Regions from separate parts of the Mus musculus genome. Here region 1 is linked to region 2. The links are chromatin contacts, called in public promoter capture Hi-C maps. All regions are on one chromosome and are shown on one strand. The core of a region is the stretch at or near the end of the contact, and the rest is flanking DNA. Distances in the headings are between cores, read along the strand shown. Region 1 holds the start of Ints6l (integrator complex subunit 6 like). Region 2 holds the start of Rtl8a (retrotransposon Gag like 8A).

Region 1 (4,673 bases), core at 2,001-4,500, 2.8 Mb after region 2:
CTTCAACACAGGAGTAGATGGTCTGTAGCAGAGAGAGGCACAGAAAGGGTCTTAGCATTGATGTATGGCACAGGGCTTTGTACAGTGTACCGTAATGGAGCTCATATGGAAAAAGCCAGTTGGGGTTTTTGGCTTTATCTGAGTAAGTATATGAATCTTCCAAGTTGCGACTTTTTTTTTTTATATCGTCAGTTTTGCATTTTATAATGAGATGTGGACATTTTTTCAGATGTTAAGTTTACGTCACTGAGGTTACACTCGAACGTATGCCAAAAAGAATAAATAACATGGCTTGTTTGGAGGAAAACGGATCCATTATAAGGCCTACCAGGGGGGAAAAATCTTACCTTGTGGGACCTGCGAGTCCTCCACTTTAGAGAATTGTGCAACTGAAGCTGTTTGTGCTTTGTTAATGCTGGCAAGTCACCTTCGGGGCTGTTTTTTGTAAGACTCAGCATGTGTTATTTGAAAGAGAGATTCTTTCCTGATTGTAAAAGTAAGGTGTAAGCAAAGTTGGGAGAAAAGTATCAGAGATCTTGCAAGACTCCCCCCTCCCCACCCTGGATTGTTTTTATGTGTGTATTTCTGCATGTGGGTTCATGAGACACCAGATCCCCCGGAGCTAGAGTTACAGGTGGTTATAAGCCTGAGATGAGGGCTAGAGACTGAACTCAGGTCCGCTGCAAGAGCAGCGGAAATTCTCACCACTGAGTCATCTCTCCAGACCCTAAAGAAGATTTTTAAAAGTCATCTTAAAATATCATTTGTGAGCTAGTGACCATTATGAATAAATAAAGAACGTGATAACAGAACATAAAGTCCTCCTGGGCACTTCTGTTCAAACAAAAGATAATAAACCAGCCCAATGCAGTTATTTGGCTAGATAAGAGTGTCATAACAACAACAACAACGGACTTTAGTGAAAATTATAAATTAGGCAAAACTGGTTTCTAGGTAATGCTCCTCCCCCATAAGCCCCTAAAGTTGTACAGGATTCTCATTTGGGCCCTAGGGTTCTGTACCCGTGCTGTATAATCCCTCTCCCTTAAGTATGGTTGGGACCTCTGACTTGCTTCTAGTCAATAGAATATTACAAAGGTAATGGATGTCACTGTCGTGATTATGTTACATTATCTAAGGCTCTGTATCAGCAGATTGGAGAGAGAGCTTTCCCTGCTGGCCCTAAAGAAACAGCTGCATCGTGAACAGGTGATGGAGAGGCTTGTGTGGCAGAGGACATTAGCAGCAAGCAGATCTGTGGGTGGCTCTCAGCCTTTTCACATACAGTCACAATGAGATAAATTCTGCCAGCAGCCTTCCTGAGCTTTACCGAGCTGATTCTTTCCCAGTTGAGCTCCCAGATGAAAAATGTGGCCTAGCCATTTCCCTGACCACAGCTTTGTGAGATGGAGCAGGGAATCCAGCTAATCAGAGCAGGAGATAACATTTAAGTACGTGCTAAGCTGCTGAATTTGTGATAATTTGCTACAAAGCAATACAAAAAACTACCACACAGGTACCCATTGGTCATAAACTTTTATTTAGTCCATGCATATACGATCTTTCTTCAGTAATATTTAATGATTTATTTTTATTTTTAATTATATGCATTTGTGTGTCTATCTGTGGGTTTGTGCACATGTTCATAGTACCCACAGAGGCCAGAAGGCATTGGATCCCCTGGACCTGGATTTCCAGGAAGTTTGACGCCTTCTAAGTGAGTGCTAGGAACCAAACTCAGTGTCTTCTGCAAGAGCAGTGAGTACTCCTATCCAAAGACCAATGCTCCTAGCCCCTTCACCACTAATATTTAAGACAGAAATGGGGAAGTTTGATGTCTTTCCATCTTTAATTCCCAAGTCATTCTATATATTTCAGTAAGCTGGTCTTCATCACACATAGAGTGGTCTCTGGCGGACTCTTGTTCACACCATTCCTCCTAAGCCAGATTCCCTCTTTTACACCTTGTTCTTTGCCCATGAAATCTTCTGAACTTCTAGACCACAGGCAAGTGCTGCCTCGCTGTTTTTACTTGCATCACCATTTTTGGTCTTATTTCTGAGAAAACATAATATATATCAATCATGTAGAACATATACACAGGATATCTACAAACAATATAGAAAACATTTGCAGATATATATGTGATCTTCACATTGTATTAAAATTGTATACTCATTGAAGCTCAAGAGTCTAACTTGTGTACAGCACATTGCTAGAAATACTCTGTATCATTATCATCATTATCGCCATCATCAGTGTTGTAGGAGACTCAAACTCAGCGCCTCACAGGAGCTGGGCAAACATCGTACTCCTATGCTGCAACACTACCTCATACTCTATATTAAAAATAATGTCACAGTAGTTGGCATAGCACACGCTTGTAGGATATGCTGAGGAGTTCAGGACCAGCCTGAGATACAAGTTTAAAAATTGAGTCATATGCAGTGGAAAGCCAAGTATAGTTGACCAGTTACCAAGTACTTACATGGAGCCAGCATTGGCAACTTCCCTCTACTGAAAATTAAATTTCAGTACCATCGACCCTACATATTTCAATGATTGAACGCCTACTTCAGGTGCCTAGCACTTTTGTGGACGTTCAATGAACCTGAGTTGAAGCAGGATATCAGCCATGGATAAAGGCCGCACAGTCCCCACAGGAGTTTAAGTATCACAGGCTGGTCAATGTTTCAAAGCCTGAGAGAGCCTGTCCTTACAAAAGGACAGCTTAGGGTAACGTTTCCGCGGCAGCTTCCTTTTTAAGTAGCTGAACCAACCAAGAAAACGACATGTAAACACTGATCAGGAAGAGGGACTAATCTAAGGGAATTTGAGCAAGTCTGGCTAGGAAAGAAGTTTGCTGCTACTGAAATGTTTTGGTCTTAGCCACTGGCAGGATTGATTGATTGTAGTTATGTTTTGTGTGAAGCCTGCCTAAACATCTGTTTCTATGCAACTGTTGCCCAATTCTCCTTTCCTTTCGAATTACCATCTTTGAAGCACGAAAGAAAATCCATCCAAACGACCAAACAAATTACCCTAAAGGCTTCTAAATCCTTTAAAGGAGAATCTGAGCTTGAAGAAGGTCCTTTACTCCCCCGCCCCTTACCTCCAGCATGGGTTCCAAACTACAACCCTCAAGCTTGGCCCAAGTCCCTCCCTTTACCCAGTCATCTAATGAATATGTAAATTAAACATAATTGGCAGCCAATGGCGTGTGTTCTAGTCACATGGTGCTGATGGTAGGTGAGCAGACAGAAGTTGTGTCAGTGAACAGAGAGGGCTCTCAGTCTGGGGCGAGCGCTCTAGTGAGCGTGGACGGATGCTTAGGCAGTAGTCCTGGCAGCGGCAGCGGCGGCGGGCAGTAGTGGTGGCAGAAGAGGGGAAGAGAGACGGCCCGGAGACCGACACACTCACACTTTCAAGTTCCCTTGGAGGGAGAGGAGTTGGGGCTGCAGAAAGAGGCCAGGAGCGGTCCCATCTATCCCATCCCGTTTCCCACTTTTCCTCTTGCTCCCTGGCTCTGCGAGAGTTCAGGATTTGGGTAGCCATACGTGGCATTGAGGGAAAAGGGACTGGGAGAGTGGGGACCAGAACCAGGGGTGTAGTGGAAGATGCCCATCCTGCTGTTCCTCATAGATACGTCCGCCTCCATGAACCAGCGCACTGACCTGGGCACCTCCTATTTGGACATTGCTAAAGGCGCTGTGGAGTTATTCTTGAAGGTAAAAGGAGGGGAAAGGAGATGAAGGGGTCGCTTCTGTGGGATGGGTGGGTTGGACTGAGGTGCTTCTGTAACGTTTGTATCGCTTCCCCTCGTTTCCTACGCGACCCCCCCGTCATCCCTCGCCCCGCAGCTGCGCGCCCGGGACCCAGCCAGCCGCGGAGACAGGTACATGCTGGTCACCTACGATGAGCCTCCCTACTGCATCAAGGTAAACAGGCCAGCGGGGGAGCGGTGGGCGGGAAGAGCGTGCGCGTCCACTAGCCTGGGGCTGCTGATCCCTTTTGCCTCCACCCGTGGCGATCCTGCGTCGCCCTGCGGGACGGGCTGCAGTGAGGAGCGCCGAAGGGCAGGAGGAGCAGGGCGGGTGGCGGCGGTCGGGGGTCGCAGAGAGGGGCCCGGAGATGAGCAGCCGGTGTAGAGAAGGCACTGGAGGGCCGAGTTCCTAGCACGGCTGCAGCAATCGCCTCCGAAGATGGCGGACATTTTGCTTTTGTATGAGGCAGCCAGAGGCAGGGTGAGGGCGCTGCTGAGATGGAAAGGAGGGAGGGGAGGAGGCCGAGGAAGGAGGGCTCGAGGCCCATGGTGAGGCTGCGGCCCCTTCGCCTGGGACTCCGCCCCGATGTTCTCTTAGCCCCGCGCGGGCTTTGCTGCCGCCCGAGCTCCTCCTCTGGTCCCTCCTTCCATCCCTCGGCCCGCCCCGCCTGGGCTTCCTCTCCCTCCTCCCGCTCCGGTCCGTTTCTCCTTCACCGCATCTTCCCCTCCTCTTCCTGCCAAATGCCGGGCTGCACTAGCGCTGGCCTCCCAGAGCAGCTCCTTTGCATTCGAGGCTCTGGCCCCCGCCCCTCCTGTGCCACCACTAGCTCGGAACTGCTTAGCCTATGCAGCTCCCAGACCCTGCACGCTCAGTCAGGTTGAGCCCAGCTCTCAGTTACCTTAGCGACAG
Region 2 (4,441 bases), core at 81-2,580:
CAGGGGTTAAGGTTGTGGGGAGGGGTGGTAGGATGCTATACTAAGTAAGACTCCATTTCCTTTTAAATAGCATCTGATGTTTATTCAACGTGAGGAAAAGGCTTCTGTACAGGTAGAGCAGACAAGAAGGAAAGAGCACAGGGGCTACTGTGTTGGAAAAGGCATACACATCAGAGAAAGAGCTGCAAGCTGGTTTCTCAGGAAAACCAGCTAGTCCACAAGACAAAATGGGAGACAGCAGGTTTCTGGGAGCAGGGAGGGGAAGGGTCCCGCTGAAGGTGAATCAATGTCCATGGGCCGTGGGCAGCCCAGGTACCTCCCAGGTGAGTCCGGATCAGTTAAGGGCAGCAGCCAGTCCACAGATGGGTTGTGCAGGGGCTTGAAATGGCAGCGTCAGCACAGGCCTTATGGGCAGAAGCTTGCAGTCTGTCCACCAGATAGAAAGCAGTGGACAGCATGACATGTCCATCAGGTGGCAGGTGATCTGTCCATTAGGTGACAGGAGCCCATCTTGCAGCTGGAGCCTGGGACAGTGTCCAAACCTGCCAGGGATGGGCTGAGCTGTCAACAGTGGGAGGCCTTGTGCTCTCCAGAGCCAGGCCCAGCAGGGACAGCAGCAGGGGCCTGGGGAGCTATTCCTGGAACAAAGGCTAGGACACAGGAGGAGACAGGGGCGCGCGCATGCGAGATCTCCAGGCAGGGCGGGCGCGGGAGGTGGGGGAGTTCTCGGGGTAGGAGGGGGGCCCGGGGGGAGGGCGCACTCGGCGACCCCGGCTGCAGCCACAGGACAACACAGCAGCAGCCCACCCTCCCGGAGCCCCAACCCCAGGCCAGGCTTGCCAGAGGCCTAGAAGTCCTCATCCTCCTCCCACCCGAACACCCGCTTCATCTCATTCAGGAAGCCGTTGTAATCATTGAGCAGGGGGCTGTCGATCTTGATGTAGGGGATCACCCACTGCAGGGCCCGGCCCTTGAGGCGGGTGATGAGGAACGTCACCTTGAGCTCGTCGGTGTCGAAGGTCCTGTCGTCCACCAACATGTAGGAGCCGGTCTGCACGATGAACTCCGGGAGCTTGTCCATCTCGCCATCAAACAGCTCTGGAAACGGGATGGGGTTCCGCCGACGGCGCCGCCTGTTGTGCCTGAGCATGTAGGCCTTCGGCCTCTTTACCTTGCCTTGGCCTTCCATGACGCTGCGCTCTCTGGGCTGATCTAGTCGCTTGGTGGCCGGGCTGGCTGGAGGCTCTCCGGACTCTTGATGGGGTCAGCTGTGCTTTGCTGGATCTGCAGAGCACAGAGATTGTCAATTACAAAGGCGTCGCCGGAAGTGCGTAGGAGAAGAGGCGTGCCCAAGGTCTCGGGAAGGGGGCGTGGCCTTTGAGCGGGACATTGGGCCAACTTTAGATCTATAGTGATCTCAGCCCACAGGGTTGTGAGCTATTTCAGGCGCCAGTCCAAGAGAAGCATTAATAGGGTTAGTGGAGCAAAGTAATTTGTGCCCAAGACTTTCACCAAGGTAGTGTGGGGCCAATGTGGTCTCTCATTCTGTAATCCCAGCATTTCAGAGGCTGGGGTAGGAGGATTATCATGATTTAAGGTCACTCTGTCTACAGAATGGAACCCTTGTTTCAGATGAGGAAAAATTGCAGCGACTATAACTCGAAGGGCTTTCCTGGCTTGCTTAAGACCCTTTAGTTCATTGTCTAGTTCCCTGCTTTGTGGTGTGTAGGGGCGATCACAGGATGGCCTTAGTTTCCCTAGGGGAGTGTACCTTGGAACTTTGCATTAAGATCACAACTGATTCTACTGTTTTGGAGAGCATGCATATATCTGGAATTAATTTACTCTATTGTGAGTATTCCCATCTTATGCTGTTTTACCTTATGGGTTCCTTCAAACAGCCCAGCCCTTGACACATTGTTTTTGGAAATTTTCCTCAATGGTTTTCTAATATGTTCCTCAGTATAACTTAATCTATGTGATGATGCCTTATAATTAAAATTGCTGACTTTTACTTGGCACATCACTGAAAAGCTATGTCTCTGTGTGCTGTGGAAGTTTGTTCCTGGTATCTATATTTTATTATTTATTGATTTATTTTTGAAGTAGCATCTTTCCTTGTGTCCCAGGCTTGTACTTTCAGTAGTCCTGCCTCACCCTCCCAAGTTCTGGGATTCCAGGTGTGAGTTTCCATGCCAAGCTTTGGTATGGCTTTTAGGAGAGTAAAACAGTATTGGGAAGGGATGTTCCATTATGGATCCTTAAAGGATAAGCCCTTCCCTGTTCATTTTCAAGTTGGCATAACTCAGTTCATTGTGGTTGCATAAACTGAGACATTTTCTTGCTCTATAAATTACAGACCATAACATAATAAGCTTCTTCAATCTCCTTCTAGTATCATGAGTTCTTGTGGTTAGATCATCCAGGATTATCTTTTTAAAATTCATTTGATTTTTTTTAACCTATAGTTCTATAATTTTAATTCCTACTTGCATTATATGCCCCTTTTCTGAGGATTAGGACACAGGTAACTCTGGGGCAAAGTTATTCTATATTCCTTTGTATAAAGACTTATTTCTTACTGATTTTTCCTTGATAAATTGAGCTTGTAGCAGGCATGATGGGTTTTACCTGGTACTCCACTGAGAAGAAATAAAAGCTGAAGCAACTTCAGGTAGAGACAAGGCCAGATTACATAATTAGACTATCTCAACCAAAGCAAATGCTGGGTCAGTGAAATGACTTAAGTAAAAGTGCTTTGACCCCTACAAGCTCCCCACGTGTATGCCTGTCCTCCAACATACTATACATACATATACAATAACAATATAAATACAATATATAATATATAATATATATGCAAATGCTGAGCTTAAATATAGCTCAGTTGATAGTTTCCCTGCCCTTATATATACAAGGTCATGAGCTTGACCCCTATATAAATTGTGTGTGGTAATCTCCTGCCCTTGGAGAACCATTGGGCATTAACTGAAAACTTTGGCTACACAGTGAATTCAAGCCTAACCTGGGCCACATGAAACTCTGTCTCCATTTTCTTTTTTAAAGTATCTCTAGTAGCACCATAACCTAACACCCCCGGCTCTCGGTTAGCTCTCCAACCCTACAAATTAAAACACTGAAAACCCCTTCACATTCTTGAGGTACACTACAAGAAATCAGGGTGTGCGACAATTATATTTTGGAGTGTGGGTGAGAACTGTGACCTATAACTTAGCAATAAAATATGGAAGAAGTAAGCAAAATCACATTTTCTCCTACTAGCTACAAAGAATCAAGCTGTATTGTTGGAAACTGACTCTTCACAGAGCAACAGTTCACAGAATTGCAGGAGAGCACATATAAGCATTTTGTAGCTTTCTTGACATTTATCTCTCTTTAGCTATAACAGCTTCTGTGCGGTAAGTACTCTTTGAGTATCTGCTTTATATTGTTTCCAAATATTTAGGTCGTTCCTAGTGATGCTGCAAAACTACCAGATCTGCAGTCAGGGAGCCAATATTTCTCTTGCTAAGGGACATATGGAGAAGGAAAACATGTTCACAGTATCTAATTCATCTGGCAGCCAAAGCTGAGTTTCCATGAAGAAATACTTAAGGCGCAAGCTCACGGATATACAGGGAAGGGTGTGTTGGGGAGAATCTATAAATGTGCAGATCTGGGACTTCCTATTTACACGACTCATTTCCTAGACTCCTTCCCAGCTCTTCGCCACACCCACCCCCCACCCTGGGTGGAGCTCCTTGGAAAATCTCAGCGCTGCCTCTCAAATCAAGATCCAGCCTCCTCCAAATCATTTGGCCAGCCCCTGTGATTTCACCACCACTTCTTCTAATCCCAACAGATCACCAGTGCCTGAGTTTCTTCTCAGTTCTGCCTAACCAGGGTTTATACCGCACCTCCATTCAGAAGCATGTCCCTAGAGCCTTTTGTGCTGACTTCTGCTAAGTGCAGCAGAGTGCACTCAAGTCCAGGGAACAAGCACGAGTTAATTTTTGGTGAGCATGGCACTGTTCCTTCAGAGTACTTTAAATGAAGTCCTTTTGTTGACAATATGTCCTGGTGTGCAATGGCTGGTTTTATTGACTCTTGCTCTTTCAAAGAGACAATTGAGTTTTATGATGACTTTGGGATGGAGATTTTACTGGCAACTATGCAGTCTCTTATTATGGATTTTCTACAATCAATTCATTCCACACTCTTTTGTTGTTGTTTTTTGTTTGTTTGAGACAAGATCCTCTGTATAGCCCTGGCTGTCCTGGAACTAGCTCTGTAGACCAGGCTGGCCTTGAACTCTCAGGGTGCCTCTGCCTCCCAAGTGCTGGGATAAAAGGCACATGCTACTATTGCCTGGTTTGTTCCAGAATCTTAAGAAAACTAATTTAATCTTATGTTGACATGCCCTGAAGAGATGAGAAAGTTT

What was found. Promoter capture Hi-C pulls out the DNA fragments that hold promoters and counts their contacts.
Region 1: a promoter capture Hi-C map of pre-B cells shows a contact between it and region 2, with 5 times the contacts expected there. The contact joins the promoter of Ints6l here to the promoter of Rtl8a in region 2. A contact is called at or near these places in 2 of 39 promoter capture datasets (liver and pre-B cells) and 1 of 115 datasets of contacts at active chromatin or transcription factors (astrocytes).

Annotation. Positions count from the first base shown.
Region 1 is chrX:56,451,589-56,456,261 of GRCm38.p6, forward strand. Ints6l (integrator complex subunit 6 like) reads left to right here and starts at 3,251. Exons shown (of 17, transcript NM_172779.4): 1 at 3,251-3,728; 2 at 3,861-3,938. The coding sequence starts at 3,618.
Region 2 is chrX:53,642,433-53,646,873 of GRCm38.p6, forward strand. It overlaps Rtl8a (retrotransposon Gag like 8A), which reads right to left and starts at 1,331. Exons shown (of 1, transcript NM_024170.2): 1 at 56-1,331. The coding sequence starts at 1,189. The coding sequence ends at 848.